2 separate regions of the Mus musculus genome follow, and region 2 is linked to region 1. The links are chromatin contacts, called in public ChIA-PET maps. All regions are on one chromosome and are shown on one strand. Each heading gives the region's core, a stretch centred on a gene start, on an enhancer-like site or on the middle of the called end of the contact. The rest is flanking DNA. Distances are from core to core; before and after follow the strand shown.

Region 1 (4,529 bases), core at 1,455-3,954:
AAACCCCAGAGACCCTGCAGATAATTCGGCAAGGGACGGTAGGCATTTTGCCATGCTCATAGACACTAGACTCCTAACATGAGACTGCAGCTCTCCACTCCATGGGTCTGTAGCTACATTAAAGCAATGCTGAGGAACCAAGGGGCCCTCAGTTCATCAGAAGTGGGCACACTTAGCACACATCAAGCAGAAGGTGGAAGGGATGACACCAGGGAAGTAACGCCATCTTCAGCATCCATGGTGCTGTGTCTGCACCTGGAGCCAGCATCCAGGTCCAAGCGTAAAAGCTTGTGTAAAAACTCAGCTGGCTAACTGGGGCCCAGAACTCCTGACAAATATGGGGTTTGCCCTATTTATAAAAGAGAAAACTCTGAGGCGAAAGCTAATTAATCCAAATTATAACACAATTCCCAAAGAAACGAGACATTTCTAACCCTTCTTTCAGACAACTATCAGCTCCCAGAACAAACCAAACACACTTCCAACTAATAGTGGTTGGCAAGTCCCAAAATACTTCAAAAGCTTTTGAAAGTAAAAAGCAGCTTAGTAATTCAAGCTGTTTTCAGGAATAGCATCTTTACCACTTCAGGATAGAGGCATGGCTTCTCACTTGGTGACGTAATGCCTTGAGGCTGACAGGGCTGTGGGAAGACAATAAGAGATTGTGATGTAGTCTCAAACCTCCTCCTCATTTATACATAGATGTAGACATGCAAGTATTAAGGTTTATGCAATACACACATTTCTGCTTTTAAAGGAGAATGAACTATAACAAAATAGTATGCGTTTGTTTCTAAAGATACACAAGTGTTTAAAGCAATAGCTGCAGTCTGTGCTGGCTAGATTTCAGACACTCCAGAACTTCCTGGTCCTTAAGCACATATCAGTCTCCCGCCCTCCCCCCATCATATCGGTTTTAGAATTGAGGGGGTGACTCTCCCAACAGACCACAAACATTTGGAAATACAATATACATTTCAACAGCAACAGTGTTCTCCACAAATACATAGCAAGTCCTATCTCAACAAAGCACAGCATCCCACCAAGACCCCAGGAAAACAACAGCACAGAAAACAGTACAGAGTGTGCATATGCACGGCACATTCCACCAGTGCACAATTACCGTGTTTCCTGACATGAAGGAAAATTCTATAAAATGACTGCTCTGTAAGTGAGGACACAAATCCAGAGCCACTTGAGATAGATGTAACTAAGGCATTGTTTGGAAAAAACAAAAAACAAAAAAACCACACACACTAAATGATGAAACTACCCAAAGCTCACGGCATCGAAAAGGCATGTCTGAATGTCCAAGAAATAAGACTGCACTCTGCAGACGATTATAACTGGAACACACACACACACACACACACACACACACACACACACACACACACAGAAGGACGGACGGACGGACGGATGGACGAAGGTGGAGAAGAAGGAGGAGGGAGGACACCTCTTCACTGTCAGCTTGCTTCAAGGAACACTGCTCTAAGTGGTTTTGGAACATTCTTTAATCTTTAAACAGGACACACAACAGCATCCACTACAAAATGCAATGTAATTAAAAGATGTCAAATGCATACCAACACCTTCATGCGTGGCACCGAGCCCTCTGCTGTGCAGTAGTAAACTCTCTGAACCATGGAGCCACCTCACCAGCCCACCTTTTAACTTCTGAGAATAGAGCCGTTTCCTACAGGTCAATGGCAGAGCAGAGCCTTCCTGAGTGACAGTGGCATGCCTAGCTCCAGTCACCTTGACAACCTGAGTCTTTTCCGGCATTTGCACAGTTGAAATGCATAGAAGTACATGCATTCCATACAAGTATGGGGAGCTGAAGAGGCTGCAGTGCGCTGTGGAGGACTGCACAAGTGGGTTAGGGCGAAGAACTTGAGTCTGAATTCACTGAGGAAGTAGGGAAAGAGTCCACCCCTGGAAGTTCTCGGAAAAGGTGGAGCTGTCCAAGGCCCATGTTCTAAGAGACCCTAAGAGAAATGGTGAGGAAACACCAAGGAAGCCCTGACGGTCTCCCAGTAACAGGGAGGGCCTGCACGCCAACCATGAGCAGTGAGCACACAACTTGCCCAGCCTCCTCCATGTTTGGCTTACCCTTTACCTGTGCATCATCTTGGCATCCAGCACCTCTGAGGGAAAGAAAAGATGGTAAAATCCCAACCTTTGAGCAGCATTCCAAAGAAAAGCACTCACAAACCAAACACACCATGTGTCTCAGCTCGCTGAGAGCACATGCACTGAGCATGGGTGAGCATGGTCTTTACTGTCCACACTAAACTACTAACTCTATTAACAGTTCCACTTAATATCAAAGTCACATGAGAACTGTTGGGAAAGTGGGCTAATCTAAAGGGTCAGTGTCCAGTTAGCTTGGGTCTGTATGTGAGCGATTGTAAAGAAAGCTGCCTGGAAACTGAAACTGTAAGCAAGGGCAAAGTCATCAGCAGGGTTTACTCCCCGCTCGCATGTCTGTGTGACCCAGGAAAGGACTAAAGGAGGAGAAAGCCATGAACACACACAAACCTAAGCCACATGACAAATGATCTAAACCTAAACCATAGGAGGCCACTGAACAGTGTGATACCTCCATGACAAGTGATGCTGCAATACTCCTGGGTTAAACCCACAATCTTGCCACAAGCCTCAACCAAAGCCCACAGTTGGCAGCAGAGAGCCTCCAGTGAGGAGCCAAGACTGCATGAAAACAAACAGACCTGGGTCTGACTGAGCTGGCCCACACCCTGCCTGCTGAAACAGGTCACTACTGGGGGAATATTATGCTACAAAACTAGTGAGGCTCAGAACTGTAACGTGTTGAATGGTCAGCAGAAAGCACCTGCAATAGCTAGCAGTGCATGTCCTTCCCATGGGGCATCACCCAGAGGCAGAACAGCGCCTTCACACATGGCTTCAAGGACATGCCGACTCTCGGTAAAGTCTACATGTGAACCTAGTGTCCTCTCCAAGTCAAAACACCTAAGGATAAAGGAGAGTCTTGTTAGACTGTTAGAGACTGAACTTGGTTTACAAGGACTCCGGGCTGTTTAATGAGCTGTTTTAAATACACACATCTTTACCAAGCCCTGGGTGTGCCGCAGCAAACAACTTAGCACAACTCCAAGAACCTAGACACCTTCCAACACAGTATCGAAGCTGTAAACATCTAAGAGTGAAGCTGCGGCCTGGTTTCCAGATCACTGCGAACCTACTCTCCAGCCCCAGCAACCCCAACACTAGTCATTTACCAAACGATTTGAAATCATCTTGTCAAGAGATATCTGCAGGAGGCTGGAGAGGAGGTTTTGTGGTTAAGAATACTGGCTGTTCTAGAGAACCCAAGTACAGTTCCCACCACCCACAGGGTGGCTCACAATCACCCATAATCTCCGATCCCAAGGGATCTAACACTGTCTTCTGGCCTCGGAAAGCACCAGGGAAGTGTGCGATGCATAGATTTACACGCAGGCAGACTGCTCTACACATAAACTAAATTTTTAAGAGATATCTATATCCTCATATTCACTGCAGCACTGCCCTAAAGCTACGGTGTACAATCAGCCTGAAAGACAGTGGCCTTGAACTGACAGATGCATGTACAGCACACACTCAGCCTTAAAACCAGACTATTGTTTCTGTCAGCCTGGGGCAAACTAAGTGAAACAGACCAACCACAGGAACATAAATGCTATATACAGAATCAGAAACAAGGGGACCCAGGACACTCAAAGTGAACAGTGGTTCCAGAGGCCACGGATGTAGGGAAAGGAAGATGACAGGCTCGGAGGACAAATCCCTTAGGAGGAAAACGCCTGTGGGTTGATTTGGAGAACTGTACAATATGAGGGACACAGCTACTAAACATGTGTTGACAATTTCAAAATTGTTAAGAGTAAATGTTGTATTCTCACCATAAAGCAGGTAAGGCTGTGAGGTGACGGATATCTCCATTATTTTAACAATTCTACATTGCTTTAATGACTCATAATGTCATTTGTCCCCCACCGACACAATTATAAATAGATAGTTTATCATTTATCTATAAAAATAAAAATATAAGAAGAAAAAAGAGAGAGCTAGGGGTGCAGCTTAGTGGAGAACCCCTATATGGCACATATGAAACCTGGATTCAACTATCAGCAACACACACACACACACACACACACACACACACACACACACACACACACACGGTATGAGCTGCAGGAAGATACGTATCTTACATAAAAGATAAAAGCTCCACCAGACAGACAGACATATCTGACATGAGACAGGAGACATATCACATACATAATTTATGTGAAACTACTCAGGCAACCCAAGTAGGTGCCGGAGGGGCCAGGGAAGGGACATTCATTTTCCTTCACATAGAGTTCATAGCTTTAGCAAGGCCACTCTTCCCTAATCAGGACCAACACTGCAGTTTTTCTCATGAACATGCTTTGGTTTCTGAGGCAGGTTTTCTATGAAGCCCTGTCAGGTCTGGAGACTGCAGCCCTCCTGTTCCAGCCTTT
Region 2 (4,304 bases), core at 1,419-3,918, 340 kb after region 1:
GCTGCTAATGAAACTGTAAATTGGTGTGGTAAATACAGAAATAAGATGGTCCCGTGAAATGAAAAATGGAGCTGGGGTAGTGCTTGGAGGCAGTGTGCTTGCTTATCATGTGCAAGTCCCTGGGTTCCATCCTCAATACTATAAAAAACAAAACCAACCAACCCAAAAAACCAACCCAACTGAACTCAAACCAGCCAACCAACCCAATATAACCAACCAACCAAAAAAGTAAATATTTGCAACTATTTACTTGCAAATAGTACTATCACATGATGTAGTTGTACCACTGTTGGGTATATATATATACCCAACAAAACCAACAGTTTCATGCCAAGAGAAATATCTAAATGTCCATGTTATCTTGGCACTAATTGCAATAGCAAGTTCTGGAATCAGCATAGGTGCTTGTCAGTGGATGAAAGAAGTATTGATATACAGTAGAATATTACTATACTATAAAGAATGAAATCATATTATCTGCTGGGAAATGGGTGGATTGCATTATGTCAATCTCTGAAAGTTAACCATCATGTTTCACTCATATGCAGAATCTAGATTTTAAAAAAAAGAGCAATGAGGAGCTGGAGAGATTCTTTACAAGTTAAGAACATACACATACTACCATTATAGAAGACTTGGGTTCTATTTCCTGCACCCTGCCTGCAGTTCCAGCTCCAGGGCATCTGACACCCTCTTCCGACTTCCATGGGCACTGCACTAATATGCACACCCAAAACACATATTCTTTTCTTTTTTGTTTTTTTTTTGTTTTTCAAGACAGAGTTTCTCTGTAGCCCTGGCTGTCCTGGAACTCACTCTGTAGACCAGGCTGGCCTTGAACTCAGAAATCCGCCGGTCTCTGCCTCCCAAGTGCTGGGATTAAAGGCGTGCACCAACACATATTATTAAAACATAAAATCTTCAAGTAAATTAAAGTTGCAGAGAGGGGTATAGAAGAGAGTAATGCTGTCCGCTAAAGTCTGCTATATAATACATGCATGAAGATGCCATCACAAAACCTATTATTTAAACAGTTAGTATAGGCTAATACAAACCTCCACGTTCTCTCTCTCTGTCTGTCTGTCTGTCTGTCTGTCTGTCTGTCTCTCTCTCTCTCAGCTTAGAGGTAAGCCAAATGGACATTCCTTAGCATGGTAAAAGAATGGTTTTCTAGATCAAAAGACATCACTCACCTGGATATATAATGTTAGCTTTGATTTTTAGTAAGTTGTTTAGGGAGTTCATATAATCATAGAGGTCTTCAAATATTGTCGTCCCTTCTCCTAGGATGCAGTCCCCAGAAAAGATGGCATTCTCCTCCTCCAGGAGTAAAGCCATGTGATCATCAGTGTGGCCAGGAGTGTACAAAACTCTAGGTAAGAACACAGGTTAGGAAGAACAACAAATCAACAAGCATGAATTCTTACGCTTGCGCAAAATGTTGAGAAGTGACCAATTCTGTCACCTGTAGACAAGACGGCAACACATGCTGTCAAGGAGGGGATTTCATTTTTTCCCAGGGGTTGCTTGTAAAAATCTGACCCCACACAAATATCTCCTATTCTTAGATCATGTTTCTTATCCAAAAGTACACATTCAATAACATATTTTCTTCTTATTTCATAAGTAAGATGATTACAACAAATTTGAAAAACATGAAAGGATAAAAAAGATGAAAATCAAGATTACTCAGAAACAGTACTTTTAGATAAGAACATAACTTTTCAATTTTGTATGGTAACAATTAAAAAACAAAACTGTGTGTTTTAAAGTTTTCATTTACTTCATTGCATTTCTCTACATTATTAAATTTCTATAGGTAAATCCCGAAGCTCTCTACATAATAGCTGGGACAGTGCTACATGTTCCGAAAATAAAATTTTACTCTAATAGTATTTATATAAAAATTTTAGAGAAATAAGAGTACATACATACATGAAAGTAAAGGTAAAACACTCAAACAGATGAAAAAGCATCAACTAAGGAGCCAATTAATGTCAAGAGTATTTGTAAGCCATATAAATATTTAAAACTATGTGCCTCAGAAGCAAAGACAAACAAGCCTTTAGAATCAAATAAAAACCTTAACCAAGACTAATTATGGACATTAAGAACTTGATTTATGCTATTCTTTGGTAGTGCAGCCACTAATTTAGTTGCCCAAACTCTAACTCCACCACCCATGCTCCTGTAAACAATCCTAAACACCTGCCTGCCCGCCCGCACACCCACACACCCCGACGGAGGGGCGGCTGGGATGGGGAGAAAGGATGTGGAAGGAGGGGACTAGCTGGCAGAAGGAAAGGAGCAGCAGAGTGGGACAGTAAAGGAAGGATAGAGGATGTAAGACGGTGTAAATGTCATGATGAAACCCAGGATGGCCTATGACTAATACTTGCTATCAAAAAGCCCTTAAACTTATGAACAGATTATGGTACCTTTACGTAACAAGAAATATGTCTTTAAGAGCTTTTTATTTATATTCACATTAAGTTTTATAGCTATACCAATAGTAAATGAAGAGCTAAGTCTAGTTTGTTCTGCAAAGCACCTCTTCATGTCTCAGCTGGTGCACTCCTCTTGTTTTCCTGGTGCACTGGGAGACACACTTGCTCTCTATGTGGTGCACCATGAGTCACACTTGCTCTCCACGTAGTGCACGGTGAGTCACACTTGTACTTTACAGCTTGCACCCTGTTTTCCTGTTTACTATTCAGGCTCCTGATGAGCAGGGCCCTTGTTATTCTCCACTGTCTGCTTGCAGTTCGCAGCTCTTAGTGACATCTGGTTTTACAACCCAGCTTTCCTTGTCTTGGCGCTGACCCAGCTGCTTGTGGGTAATGCACACCTAAGCCTGACACGGCTCCAGGGTGGGTTCTACTAACCTTCCCACTGTCCATGAGTGAATCACAGAAGACATCAGTAAATTCTGACTAATACTTCTCAAACTTAATTTTATTTATAAGAGACTAACTTAATTACCTTTCTCTGTCTGATTTACATAGACTGATTTGTATATTCTTGAAATATTTTAAATAAAACTCTCAATAATGACCTATTTAGGGGAATAGGGCAAATATAACTGCATATTTATATTTAATACTTAGGGACTCAATATGGGTTCTTGATTAGAGACAGTAGAGTGCATATCTACATATGTTTTCCTTCTAAAACCCCCAGAAAAGGTGTTTGTTTTGCTTTGGGTTTTTTTTTTTTTTTTGGTAAAGATGTAATCCCAACAGGGATGAAAGGAATGGGCAGGACGAGCACAGCTGAATGAGAGCAGTTGACAGTATTAGCAGTCACCAGAAAGCTGAGGGCTAAGCGGGCAGAGAAAGCTGGGGATCACCTAGCAGAGGCCCCTGAAAGCTGAGCATTTGGGGTATCAGGAACCTGGAAGATGAGGGGACATTAGGGGAAAGGTGGTTAAAAAAATATTGGAAATGTGCTTAACAAATATTCAGGCCGTGGCTGGAGCTCAGAGGCAGAACACCTGAACACGTGCGGTCCTGGATTCAATCCTCCACACCCCAAATCCCAAACAGACAAACAAACAAACCCCAAGCAGAATTGAAACCTGCCACATACACAAGTTGTATTCTTCTTTGAGCTGTGTGACAAGTACCTTAAGCCTGCTGATGGAACAGGCTCAGGTGGAGCAGAGATAACACACCGAGAAATGGAGATTCCTAACACAGGCCAATGCCATTTGGACGTCATTTTTCATGTATTGTTATTGAGGTCTTTACCCTTACCAAGATGTCAAAAAAAGTCTTTTCTAAGGTATTTAGTAAAATGACTTAGAAAATAACCTTAGCAAAAGCCTAAGTTGTCAAAAATGGGTCCCCAGTAAAGTTCACCTTGATTATGATACCATGAGGCTCGTGCCAACAACTCTGTCCTCCCAGTCAGTTCTCAGGACTCACAAATAGCTCTACAGCTTTCATCAGAAGAAAATCAGGAAACATGAGAGGGTAATTAAGATAATTAAAAGAAACATCTCTCACATTGCAGATGGTGGATAAGAAAAAGCAAAGAAATCTAGAAGCAACAAACCATAAATACGTAAAACAAACCTCACTGATCATAAAACCGTCAGCAAGAAAAAAGAGAAATGTCAACCAAACTCCCAAACTAGGCTGGTGTAGGAGGAACGCTGGGACGAGTGTGCGGACACAGAGTCTGCACACGGCCCAGGTGTAGTCACGAGAACCACAGATGGTAACTGGGAGGTGGACCTGAGCGATGAGCACGGCGTCTGAGCAAACAACAGAGTGTGAGCAAATCAACCAACCGTGGAACAG

The links. ChIA-PET counts read pairs in DNA pulled down with a chosen protein or histone mark.
Region 2: a contact with region 1 is called in an RNA polymerase II ChIA-PET map of memory CD8 T cells, with 18 read pairs. The contact joins two enhancer-like sites. A contact is called at or near these places in 1 of 484 Hi-C or Micro-C datasets (Th1 cells), 2 of 115 datasets of contacts at active chromatin or transcription factors (effector CD8 T cells and memory CD8 T cells) and 1 of 9 other capture datasets (liver).

The regions. Positions count from the first base shown.
Region 1 is chr1:13,299,082-13,303,610 of GRCm38.p6, forward strand. The region is part of intron 1 of Ncoa2 (nuclear receptor coactivator 2); the gene reads right to left. Among named protein-coding and RNA genes, the nearest start is that of Gm23169, 33 kb to the right of the region's middle. Within about 2 kb of position 2,705, at least 66 of the 459 cell types and tissues checked have an H3K27ac peak or open chromatin away from gene starts, as enhancers often do. A contact at or near this core is called in Th1 cells, effector CD8 T cells and memory CD8 T cells, where this site is marked.
Region 2 is chr1:13,637,038-13,641,341 of GRCm38.p6, forward strand. Lactb2 (lactamase, beta 2) reads right to left here. Exons shown (of 7, transcript NM_145381.2): 4 at 1,194-1,372. Among named protein-coding and RNA genes, the nearest start is that of Lactb2, 21 kb to the right of the region's middle. Within about 2 kb of position 2,669, at least 74 of the 459 cell types and tissues checked have an H3K27ac peak or open chromatin away from gene starts, as enhancers often do. A contact at or near this core is called in Th1 cells, effector CD8 T cells and memory CD8 T cells, where this site is marked.